Regions from separate parts of the Mus musculus genome. Here region 2 is linked to region 1. A link is a contact called in public Hi-C data. All regions are on one chromosome and are shown on one strand. Each heading gives the region's core, a stretch centred on a gene start, on an enhancer-like site or on the middle of the called end of the contact. The rest is flanking DNA. Distances are from core to core; before and after follow the strand shown. Region 1 overlaps Gm41867 (a long non-coding RNA gene). Region 2 has its middle 39 kb from the start of Gpam.

The links. A called contact is a pair of places that touch in the nucleus more often than the background predicts.
Region 2: a Hi-C map of cortical neurons shows a contact between it and region 1, with 3 times the contacts expected there. The contact joins two enhancer-like sites. A contact is called at or near these places in 1 of 15 datasets of contacts at CTCF or cohesin (the NIH/3T3 cell line) and 5 of 484 Hi-C or Micro-C datasets (the C2C12 cell line, cerebral cortex, cortical neurons and 1 more).

Annotation. Positions count from the first base shown.
Region 1 is chr19:54,754,017-54,760,372 of GRCm38.p6, reverse strand. It overlaps Gm41867 (a long non-coding RNA gene), which reads left to right. Exons shown (of 3, transcript XR_877928.2): 2 at 244-415; 3 at 1,681-1,770. Among named protein-coding and RNA genes, the nearest start is that of Gm41867, 3.8 kb to the left of the region's middle. Within about 2 kb of position 3,537, at least 20 of the 459 cell types and tissues checked have an H3K27ac peak or open chromatin away from gene starts, as enhancers often do. A contact at or near this core is called in cortical neurons, where this site is marked.
Region 2 is chr19:55,057,180-55,063,535 of GRCm38.p6, reverse strand. No RefSeq gene overlaps it. Among named protein-coding and RNA genes, the nearest start is that of Gpam, 39 kb to the left of the region's middle. Within about 2 kb of position 2,410, at least 37 of the 459 cell types and tissues checked have an H3K27ac peak or open chromatin away from gene starts, as enhancers often do. A contact at or near this core is called in cortical neurons, where this site is marked.

The DNA of each region.
Region 1 (6,356 bases), core at 2,288-4,787:
TGTGAAAGTTTTCAAAGTGCCATTTTTTTCCTTCCAGGAAAAATGTCCTCTTTTCATCATAAGCCTTTTCTTGCACACGCCAAAGTGGATCTTCACTATGTCCCTCTTTACAGGATGAGGCATTACCTAGCAACCAAATGGCCACTCCCATGCTCAGCTCTCTGCTTCTATTAACACAGATTCCAAGTTTACTTGTGCTGTTTTCATTATTTTATCCCTTCACTGTGCTTTTATTCTTTTCAGCTCTCCATTTCGATTATGCATTTTATAAAGATCTTGTGAGCTTACCATTGCAAATCAAGGTGGTAACCCTCCAGTGTGCTTTGCTGGTTGTATGTAAGTTAAATAACAGATGTGGAACAATCTATCACCACACACGTTGCAAGAAGCTACTGGGTTGTCCTCATGTCAGAAGGTACGTTTTATTTCAACCACAGTTTCTAAATCAAATACCTGGCAGAAAAGTTTATACTTTATTCAGTCATTCACAGTTAACTATAAATGGAACTAGGTTGTTAAGGCATTGGAGTTATAGTAGCCGAGCCCTGTGCAGGTCACAAATTGACCTAGTGAACAATGCTTGGATCATATTTCTTCTATCTGTCCTAGGCATCTATAGTATTTTCAGGTATCTGCAAAGAAGGTACAGAACAGGGGTTCATCAAATGCCCACCCCTGGCCAGGATGCCTGTCACTAGCTTTAGGAAAGGCTGTACCATTAGCCTTGAGTCTATGCAGTGGGCACAGCCTGGAAAAAGTCATTAATTAATGAGATGCAGTTTAATGCAGCAATACTGAGATGCATCGGTGCCATTAGCAAAAGTAACAAGGGCAGACAATGATCTGTGTGATGAGCCATGGTGGCGAAGAATACAAATGTCAGACTACATGTTGTCCTTCCTTCAAGGTGCCTAGTGCTTTTATAAATGAAAATTAACTCTTTGTCACTGCTTTGGCCTTTATGTTCAGTTCAGGCCAATCTGATAACAGAAGTCTGGAATCTGCAGCTCATCTCTGGTACCTCCTTACTCTGCAGTCTACCACAGAGTCTCAGTTGGGTGACCTGCATCCTTTTCTTCCATTGTCTTTAAAGCCCTCCTCCCTCTCAAGGGCATGGTGCAAGCTTCTTGGCTTCTCCAGAGGTGACCTTAGTCTTTGCTCTGAAGTAGCAGCAAAGAAAGTTGTGGGCTTGGTGACTTTGAAACTCATTTAGACATCAACTTTTTTCTTTTAATAAAACCAGAGTATGACTACCTATTTTTTCTTGTGCCTATTTAACTACATCCTTCCTTTTGTGTGACAAAAGAAGATCTATCATTTTACAAAAGAGCACAGATTTGAGAGTCAGATAGGGCTGAATTGGAGGCTAGCCTTGGCCCCTAATGATGCTTATGGCCTTTCAGTGAACACCTCCACTTTCCTCCACATAAATGGCTATATTAGCTGGGCTCAAATAGCAATGCAATGTATGTATAGAATCTATCCCTGCACCCTGCACGGGCCTATGCAAAATCTCTAATTTATGGGCACCACACACCAAAAATGTGATCAATGAGTTAAAAATGACTGTAAAGGTCTTACATATAGCAACTTGTTGGCTCCATATACCCAGTTCAGTTTACACAACTGAGTACAAGAAGAGCTCAGAATGTTCTTTCCCCAGTGTTCTTTCTATTTTAGATTCCAGTGTGCACCTAGCTTAGTGTTCGTGGTTAATTCATCCTCCGTATCCAGCAGAGCTATTTCACTGCTCAATTTATCCACCTTTATGTGAGTATGCGATGCTATTGTTACTGATTTATTTTTGCATATTCTTCATTATTAGAAGTCTACTCAGATCATTTATAGATAAAGATGAGAAAAACGAGTAAGTAGTGTTTCCCCTTGGGTCTCTGTGATGCCTATGGGATCCTACCCTCCTGCCTGCATCCCCTCTGAACTGATCACCCATGATGATTTAGAACAATCTCATTTAGCTTTGTCTGGGAAATAGTTCTGTTTGTTTGTTTGTTTGTTTGTTTGTTTTTTGTTTTGCTGCATTCATGTTGTTGATACCAGAGACGTGTCACCGTGTCAATAATGTTTAAACATCAAATTCTCTCCCTCCCCACAGGCAACTGGGACCATGTATGAATGGAATTTAAGGCTGTAGAAAGAATTCTTTGTTTTCATCAAGGTCTTTTTTGTTGAGTCTTCTTGAGTACATTCAGTTTTATTCAGGTTGAGGTCCTGATTGGGTTCTGACAAATTTTATGAGAGGAGAAATGATGTGATTTATTGGCAGGCCTGGTCATGAAGCCGTCCTTCCAGGACATTGATACCACGAGTCTACTCAATGTGTTAGTGTGTGCATGGGTTTCCTGGCCATCTACTGAAGCATGGGGCTTTCTCAGGGACTGCATCCAGAAACTGAGCCCGTTTCCCGAGCAGTCATCTGTTGCTCATTAGCTCCTTGGCTACTAGGAAGAAAACCATATTTTTAAATGAAAAAAAGATGTAATATGAAATGAAATTATGACATGGAAGAGAACTGAACGACCAAGTTACCACATGGGAGAAAAACCATCACCCAGGATAATCTGACTCTGATTAAGAGAATAAGAAATGAAAGCAAGTGAATGTTTGAGCATGCAGGGCGTGTTTGTTACTGTCATGTAACTGACCTGGTGTCAAACAAAACACTTCTCCATTTAACTCACGAGACTTTCCTGGAAATAAAGACGACTCTGCTTATGTTAATATTTCCTTTTTTTTTAAGTAGATATTTTCTTCGTTTACAATTCAAATGCTATCCCGAAAGTCCCTTATACCCTCCCCTCACCCTGCTTCCCAGCCCACCCACTCCTGCTTCTTGGCCCTGGCATTCCCCTGTACTGGGGCATATAATCTTTGCAAGACCAAGGGCCTCTCCTCCCACTAATGGCCTACTAGGCCATCCTCTGCTACATATGCAACTAGAGACACAAACTCTGGGGGTACTGGTTAGTTCATATTGTTGTTCCTCCTATAGGGTTGCAGATCCCTTTAGCTCCTTGGGTACTTTCTTTAGCTCCTTCATCGGGGGCCCTGTGTTCCATCCAATAGATGACTGTGAGCATCCACTTCTGTATTAGCCAGGAACAGGCATCAAAGCAATGTGTGAATGTAACGCATTATTTGTGGGAATGCTTATAAGTCTAAAAATCTAAAAGAGACCAGATTCTGGCATGAGTCACAGGCTGGCCTCTCTCTTATCTGCAGCGCCGTCATTTGTAAAATTGTACTCTACTCCTTGTCATGACTTCCTCTCGAGGTTACTGAAAGTTGCAAATGAAATCATGGATGTGTAAGAAGTTCGAAACTGTGAAGTTATGCCAAGGAGAAGAGACTGTAATTACTAGAGAGGCTCTAATCTCCCTTGGGAATACCCTTTCCACACATCAGGGGATGCCATGCTGTGGTCCCCTTGTGTTAACTCTTCCTGAGAATGTAAGCTCAGCAGAGCATGAGCTCAAGCTGCCTGGATGCAATGCGGAATGCTTGGCAGGCATTTTCTGCCCAGAGCAGCTGCTGGGAGCCAAAAATAAAGGTGCCTGTGAGTCTCAGCACAGAATGACTCGGGCAGGGTGGGGGGAGAAGCAAAGTTTTCCTCCCTCCTGATGACAAAGGTAAATGACTAGGAAGAGGTGAAAGGTCGGGCTTCACTCTGCTCCCTCACAGAATCTGAAGAGCCAGGGCACAGCTGCTAGTAACATACCCAATTCTTGTGATAAGTGTCAATAGGAACTGGTAGGCTTATCATTCTGATCCACTCCATATGAGGACTCGGAAACTCCCTGGGTAAATCCATTTTCTTTTTAACTCTTTCCTTTATTTCTTATCAAACATCAACTAACAGATAATCTCATGGCACAGGCTACAACAAAAGTTAATGCTGAGCTACGTAGTCTCCCTCCCCCTGCCCTGTGTATGTGTGTACAAACACATATACATGCATGTGTTGGTGTGTGAATGAGGAAGCTGACACGCAGCTTTAATAGCACAATGGAAACATAGCAAGCAGTTCACAGAGAACTGAGGACCAAAGTTCCCTAAGCCTGCTTCCTGTATGGAGGAGGCTCTTTTCCTTGGAGGCCAGGATTTATGAACCACATGTGCATATTCATTGTTCTTACTACACAACAGGCATTCTCCTAAGCACATCTTGAGTATTCGCTTATTAGTTATTAAACCTCATGACATAAATGTGATTGTCACCCTTCTTTTACAAAGGAGGAAATTGGGGTACACACATATAAAGCTCTGGGATACAAAGACAAATGGTAAAGCCAGGATTCAAACCTAGGCATCAGCTTCAACTATGCAGGCTCTAAATACTGAAGTCTGCTCCCTTGGAGGAAAAGGCATAGAATATAACATATGTGGTGACCTTTGCAGGTCCCCAAGGTCACTTATATCCTGGACAGAAAAGAGTTGGCCAATTAAACACACACACACACACACACACACACACACACACACACACACACACACCACACTTCTTGAACATTGTATTGTGTAGAGATATATATAACCATGTTGTGATTGTGACTTACAGAAATACAATGTAAATCCCACTAGCTAATTCTGCTCCTGGAAACTGCCTCCTTTGATGGGGCCTCAAACAGCCATTGAAGTAGGTACAGCAGAGACCCCAGGGCTCATAACATGAGAAGGTAGCCCCGAGTGAACTCATTATCCATCACCTGACTGTAAAATAATAAACAAGAAGGAAACCCTCGGGATGTGTGCTTTTAGTTTGGGGTGCTAAGGCTCATTAGCATATTTTCATAAATATTCATATTTTCAGCATACATTCATTGCTCATCACAGTGCTTCTATGCACCTCATTAATTATCAGTTGCCTTTAGGCATCTACTTGAAGACCATCAAGTACTGTGTAATCAAGTGGAGCTGAGAAATTACTTTTGTGAGGAGTGTGGAAAAAGGAAAGTGTGAGATTAGCAATAAGAATGTGTTTCCCACCTTTCCTGCTCACTGGCCCCTCATTTGAAAATGCAGCAAGCATCAAACTGCAGCTAAGTCTCATGGAGACCGACCACTCCCTAGGCTCTTTGCTTCCACCTTCCAAATGGGGAGTTTTCTACCATCTTCTGCTTTTACTAAGTCAGAAGTGTAGCCCACAGACCACTCCTTTCTGGTTGAATTGGGGATGCCTTATTGAAAACCAGGCACCTCCGCTTCAGCACAGGCCACTGAGTTATAATTTGTGCAGGAGAAGCCCTGATAAACTGGCTGCATGGACCAGTTTACACTCATCAACTCAGAGTCCTTCTCATTCTCAAAAATAGTATGGCTATGCGTGTGTGTGTGTGTGTGTGTTTCTGTTTGTATATGTGTTAATATATGTATAACAATACACAACACACACATACACACACACTTATGCACACACATATATATGGATATATATATATATGTGTGTGTGTGTGTGTGTGTGTGTGTGTGTGTATACACACACACAGATACATACATATACATGCATCTTTGGGGAGTAGTATGCTTGGTTGTGTAGGTATACATGGAAACCAGAGGCTGACTTTGGGCTGTGTTCCTAAGTGGTTTCCCCACCTTGGATTTTGAGCCTTGGTCTCTCTGCATATTGCAGTTCCAAGTCAACTGGCTGGCCACTGAGGGTCCAGGAACTACCTGTCTCTGAACTCTCAAGTTAGGGTTCTGGGCATGTGCTCTCATACCTGGATTTTCTACATGTTTGCTGGGGATCCAGACTCACTTTACCCAATGAGTCATCTCCCCTCTCGTGTAGTATGGTTTTAATAATGGACAAAGGGAAGTGTGCTCTGTGGGTGGGATTTTATCACATGCCTCTGTTGATTCTTACATGTGTTAACATTTGAAAACAAATGATATTACAATTATAGATGGATTGGATGAAGGAAGACTTGGTGATAATGAATTTGATAAGGACACAAAGCACTATTAGCTGCTATTTATCAAAATAATTCTTACAAATATCAGAAGAATATCTGCAAAGGAAAACTTGCAAAACATGTTTCTTCAACTAGTATTATTCGGTCAACTTCCATGAAATCTTGCAAACAATCACAAAGGAGGAGGAAGACAGGTGGGCCTGCATATAATGCCCTGAGTTATTTCAGGACAGTGCCCACCGAGAGGTTGCCATTGTACTGGCTGGATTTGTGTGTCAACTTGACACAGGCTGGAGTTATCACAGAGAAAGGAGCTTCAATTGGGAAAGTGCTTCCATGAGATCCAGCTGTGAGGCATTTTCTCAATTAGTGATCAAGGCGGGAGGGGTCCTTGTGGGTGGTTCCATCTCTGGGCTGGTAGACCTG
Region 2 (6,356 bases), core at 1,161-3,660, 300 kb before region 1:
GCTGTTTATAAAACACTGAGCACAAATGAACAGCCAGTCACAGACCTGCCAGCTGTGCAGGCAGGACCAGCCGCTTCCCATTGTACAGACAAAGTGGAGGCGGGGTTTGAGGAAACTCTTCAACTTCCTCAGGGGAGCTAGCAGCTACAGCTAGGAGGCTGACCCACAGCTTTCTTCAACCTTGCCTCCTGCATCGTGTGTGTGTGTGTGTGTGTGTGTGTGTGTGTGTGTGTGTGTGTGTGTGTGTGGTGTGTGGTGTGTGTGTGTGTGTGTGGTGTGTGGTGTGTGTGTGTGTGTTGTGTGGTGTGTGTGTGTGTGTGTGTGGTGTGTGTGTGTGTGTGTGTGTGTGTGTGGTGTGTGGTGTGTGTGTGTGTGTTGTGTGGTGTGTGTGTGTGTGTGTGTGGTGTGTGTGTGTGTGTGTGTGTGTGTGTGGTGTGTGTGTGTGTGTGTGTGTGTGTGTGTGTGTGTGTGGTGTGTGTGTGTGTGTGTGTGTGTGGTGTGTGTGTGTGTGTGTGTGTGTGTGTGTGTGTGTGGTGTGTGTGTGTGTGTGTGTGTGTGTGTGTGTGTGTGTTTGGATTTCAGGACTAGTATGTTAAGTCTCATCTCGGGTGCAGGGCGAGGAAGGAGTAAGGATGGAGATGCACTAGGAAGAAGAAAATTATTATTTCCAAAACATGATGCCCCATGTCAGGACCCAGCCAGGGCAAAAGGGGTGCAGCTGTGGCTGTGTGAGGGGGAACCCTAGCCTCACCGCTGCAGGTGAGAAGAGCCAGTCTCACCATTGGGATCTCGGGGAAGAAAAGATGGCCGCCAAGGGAAGAGCACTGGTGTCTTTCTAATTGTTTTCTTTTGGCACGGAGCCTAAGGTGTCGACAAAAAGTTGGACCCATAGAAATTGGCATTAGAATCTGGAGACACAGCCCATCTACAGTTAGCTTTGCCTTTGATGTCTTTGTTTGCATGATATTGTGCCCAGGTGACCAAAGCGTTGCTACTCAGTCGCGGAACCTGGTTAAGACTTCCTGGGTTCAAGTCCCAGCTCCACACTCAGCAGCCACTGGATCTTGAACCTGTTTTCTGATGCTCCGTCTTCACCTAGCAGGTGACAACACGTTAGCGTGAACACGCCGGATGCACCCCAGCCTGGCTTATGATGGCAGCGTCATAAATGTTAGCTCAGGGTGCTGTCTCCGAAGAGAATACCTGGCAAACTAAGTTTTCTTCTGCCTGCCCACTCCTTCCTCTGCCATCATTTGACAGGCACTGGTTCAACCTCTGCATAAACAGGCTTTGGGATTCCCCCCCCCCCCATCCTGTCTTAAAGGCATACATTAATTTTCATTTTCTTCGATCAGGTGGTCCTGTACCAAAACGCTGGGTGTGGCCATGCCACACATTTTGGATCTGACCACTAGGTGGTGATAGAACTTCATCAGCGGGTTCTAAGCCACGATGTAGGTAATTAAAAAAGGAAAGAAAGGAAAGGAAAGGAAAGGAAAGGAGAGGGGAGGGGAGGGGAGGGGAGGGGAGGGGAGGGGAGGGGAGGGGAGGGGAGGGGAGGGGAGGGGAGGGGAGGGGAGGGGAGGGGAGGGGAGGGAAGGGAAGGGAAGGGAAGGGAAGGGAAGGGAAGGGAAGGGAAGGAGTGGCCGAGGCTGTCCAGACAACTAGGGCGAACATGTTGCTTGTCACATACTACCAGACCCCAGGATGGCCTCAGATGAAGCCGGGACAGCGAAAGACAAGAGACAGGGCTGAGGCATGGAGCGTGGCAGAGGGCTTTGCTCGGGCAGCTGGAAGTCTGCGGGAAGCTGGAGATTCCAGTGGCTACAGGGCACCTGCTGTCTAGGGACCCTTAGGCAGGAATGTCTGCAGGGACTGCAGAAAGTGAGGGGCGGGACCGGTCCATTCCCTGGTGCCCTGGGGATTCCAAAGCCTATCACGGAGCTCAGGGTCTGTCTTATTCCTCACTTTGGTCCACCCACCCTTGTCCTATCGGAAAACGAAGTGCAAATGATTTCTGAAGTCTATGGCGAGGACCTAAGTGCCTCCCAGCCACCCGGAAATACCTCTTTGGTGCCCACTGTATGGGAACTTGACTTTGAGCCCAGGCTCTGCCAGTTGAAACCGAGTTTCTCCAGGTGAGGCTCCCATTTTAAGCTCCTTTATTCATTCACAGAGTGAGTTTTATGTGGGAGCAAACGAGCAAGCTGGGAAGGGTGGATGTCTGATCAGTGGGAAAATGGGGGACTGGTGAGGAAGAACGAGGGAAGGGAATAGGGGCCGGAGACAATGGTCCACAGTTTTATTCTTGCTTGTCCTTTTCTGGGTCCTCTCTATCACACTGAAGGAAGAGGGCACCTGGAACCACCAGGACTATGGCCATTCTGTCCACTAGAGGGCGGAGGCGTTCTTCAGTTTAGCTTGGTGTTGGCGCCGGCTTGGAAAAGTGTGAAGTTTGGGGAGTCTCAGGGTCCAAGGTCTGCAGACTATTTTCTATCATCCCCTTAAATCCCTTAACTCATTTCCTGCTCAAATGTGGCTGTCATTTCCTAGGACATTTTATGCCCAGATCCGGTCTCACCATTGCCAGAGGCAGCTCTGGGGAGGGTGGCTTTTGGCTGGAGCTTGGGGACTTGGGCTGCTGTGGGGAATGATAGGGGAATGATCGATAGTTACCCTCACACCTGAGTTGACTTTCCCAAGAGCCTGCCCCTCCCTATGGCCTTTGTTTGTAGAGCATGAACTCCCTGGACACGATAAGGCATCTTTAGCATGTTATTTATATTTTTTCTTTCAAATTAGATTTTTATTTAGTGTGTGTGTGTGTGTGCGTGCGTGCGTGTGTGTGTGTGTGTGTGTGTGTGTGTGTGTGTGTGTCCAGTGGGGTGGTGGGTAGGCATGGAGGTCAGGGACAGTGGGTCTCAGGGATGAGTCACAGGCTTGGCAGCAAATGGCTTTACCAGCAGAGCTGTGGTGTTGGCCTGTGTTCCTTCTTTAATCCCTCCAGGCCTAGCTTGATCCATCTCTCAGAGCTCAGCACCTCCACTCAGCCCGGGTGTTCCGGAACCAGGCTATGATAGGTAATGATGGCTCTCTCCAGCTTTCTGAGCCCGTTCCTTCTGCTAGGCTATTCTAGGCCAGGAAACTGGACTCAGCTTGGCCTTCAGTTGTCCTCTGCCGAGCTTTTTGGAGGAGTCAGGGACACCAGTGAGGGACAGTTGCAAGCCTGTTCAGAGGCTATTCAGCCACAGCTTTTCTGGCCTTTCCACAGGATCCTAAGGTCCATTCAGGGTCCTTGCAAGCATCGTCAGTGGTAGGTATAGACAGGTGTTATACACTGTAGAGACTGAGGTTGGAGGGGCTCTGGAGGACTGACTTTATATAGGCTGTCCTCTGCTCAGGGCTGTACCATGGTCTTGTGTGAGGCATCAGCTGGCAGACCTGCTTGTCAAAGCCACTGCAGCCAGACTGGATCTTCTTCCTGCAGTAGATGAAACTTCTGTCTACTGTGGTCAGGCACCCTGCTTCCTGCAGCAGCCCTGGGTCCCCAATACCCCTCTCTGGTTTGGTTTGGTAGTAGGTTAGTCTGAAATGTTAACATATTTGCTTTATAATGACACTGGCTGATGCTTTCCACTACAAGAACCTTGGAGATGAAACTTGCCCAGGACCTGAAGTCTTTGTGCAGTGCCACCATGGAACACCAGGAAGTAGGTACCAAGGTTGACATTGCTGGCACCTTTGAAGCTGAGGGCCTTTAGGGACACCCAGGGAGTTGCCTTGGTGGTTCCCACCAGTGCATATCTGCTCTTCCCAGGGAACAGCAACTAAAGCTATGAGGAAAGCCAGCAGCCAGGAGGCGATTTACCAGTATGATTTATATGAGAGGAGAATCAGAGAGGTTAAGATTCTTGCTCCAAGCCACACAGCAAGGAAGCAACAGAGGTAGACTTTTGTCTTATATATTGAAGAATTATGTCTGCAAATGGTACCCAAAGGGCTAGGAGTTTGCCATTCATTTTTCTAGCCAGCCAAACATATTTGCTGGACATAGTGCAGTCTAGAGGCTGGGGAGGGCACTCAAGGGGATGCCCAGGCTATGTGACAAATCCACACAGCTTCAGGTAACCCCACCTCTCAGGAAGTCTATAGCTAGTAGACCATGAATACGGTGACCTTATCAGCTGCTTGTCCTGGGAAGCAGGAAGCACTGTTCCTTGCTTCTGAGACAGTCTTGGAGAGAGTGGGAATGTTTCAGTCTGGAGTCTTCCTGGGCTGAGACTTTTTACTTCTTCCCTTAAAAAAAAAAAAAAAAAAAAAGATCCTGTTCATCATGGGAAGCTCCAAACAGGTATCAGAGTGGTAAGAGCAGTATCTTGTTGCCAGGTTCCTCAGTCCAGTCATGGGCGCCAACTATTGGCAAACCGAGCTCAGTTTCCTCCCAGCTATACCCTGCCTCTCTCCCACCTCTGGACGGTCTCCAAGATAATCTCCCATATCCTATCATTTCACCCATAAATATTTCAAGCTGTGGAGGATGATGGGACTTTTAAAGAAAGAACCAAGTCCCATGATCACTTCTAAAACATGTGCATTAATTCCAGCCAATGTTCAATGTTCAGTTACCTTCTCCCCTTTTAAAGAGTCCGTCCAAGTTAGGATACAGACAAAGATGTGGTTAGTCTTTGACTTTCTCCCGAGCTGTCAGTGCACCCTGTATTTTTGGTAACCTGGTGAGTGTGATCCTTGAGGCTTGAACACATTCTGGTTGGAGGTTTTGGAGTGTGGTATCTGGAAGCACAAATCAAAGGGCAGCCTGCTGAGTAGCATGTGTGTGTGGGTGTGTATGTGTGTGTGTGTGTGTTTGTGTGTGTGTGTGTGTGTTTGCATATATTTGTGTCTGAGAGTGATTCTCCACACCTTTGGTCACTTCCAAAAGCCTTTGCTCTGTGCTCTCTGGCTTCTCTTCTAGGCTTCTTGTCCAAGACAGGCAATCAATAACTCAAAAGTGTCTCCTGAGGTTCCTGGAAAACCTTAGGGCAACAGAAGCTGGTCTCACTCAGGAGGTAGAATTCTACTGTTCTCCCCCAACCCCATAGACAAAACAGCATTCCAACCTTGAATTGTGTATGTGACAGGCAGAGCAAAGGAGGTTAGGCTTAAAAAGAGTCACAAAGACTATGAAGTTTTGAACCAATGAGAAAGTTTGGAATGGAATGCAGAGGTAGGGAAGGACCCAGGGGTATGCACTGGTTAATGCCGATACCAATGTCACTAGATTGAGAGTTACCTGGGGGTTGGGGGGAGGTGCCCTGCTAGGATGTTTCCACAGAGATCTAACTGAGAAAGACGTACACTGAATTTAGATGCCACCATCCTGTGAACTGGGGACCTAAGACTAATAAAAAGAGACAGAAAGAAAGCAAACACACAGGACTAGCATTCATCTCTCTCTTCTTCTTGACTAAAGACAGGATGTGGCTAGCTACCTCACACTCCAGCCTTTCTCCAGTGATGGACCATAGACTGAGCCAGAGCAAATCCTTCCTTCATTAAGGTTTGGTCAAGACACAGACTGAAGAGAGAGAGCGAGAGAGAGAGAGAGAGAGAGAGAGAGAGAGAGAGAGAGAGAGAGATCAGTTACTAACTACTACACAACTACTACATACTACAGCCCAGCTGGTGGGTACCAGAGGGGAAAAATGGTGATCTATATATCATGTCCTATTGACAAGACAGATGGCAACCAGGAGAAGCCACCTGCAGCTGGTTTTGGGGAAAATCTGGCACTAGAGTGCAGATAATTCATCTAGAGAATCACTGAGCTGTGAACTCGCTAAACTGTGTCTGCTGGAGGCCCTGTGCTTGGCTGACGTGGCAGTGTAACAGGCAACTGAGCCAGATGGTTCAAAAGTAGCTATGGACCTGGGGTCTCCTTGTAGTGGGCCACAACACCGCAGAGGCCTGGGTCTGCAGCATCTGGGATGGCTGCGCTCACTCTCTGAGCACATTCCTAGCCGCAGAGAGGGCCATGCATTTAGTAAGGCACAGCCCGCATTCCATTGCTCACTCTGCTCTGTCCAGCATCTGTTCTAATGGACCCTGGTGCTCCTGTGCATTCTCACCTGTCAGGATGAGGCTGATCTTCTTTAAGAGCCAAGGTTGCTGATGTGGAAAGGGGTAGATGGTGTGGTATAGGAGATGCTAGAACTCTGGTTCCAGATGGGTGTGGCTTTTAGTCTTGGCCTTACTCCTGCCGGTGGGATTTGGGTGCAGACAGGTGACAACTCAGCCATTCTAAACCTCAGTTACTTCTTTTGCCAAATGGGGGTACGCACTACCTCCATAGAGTGGCT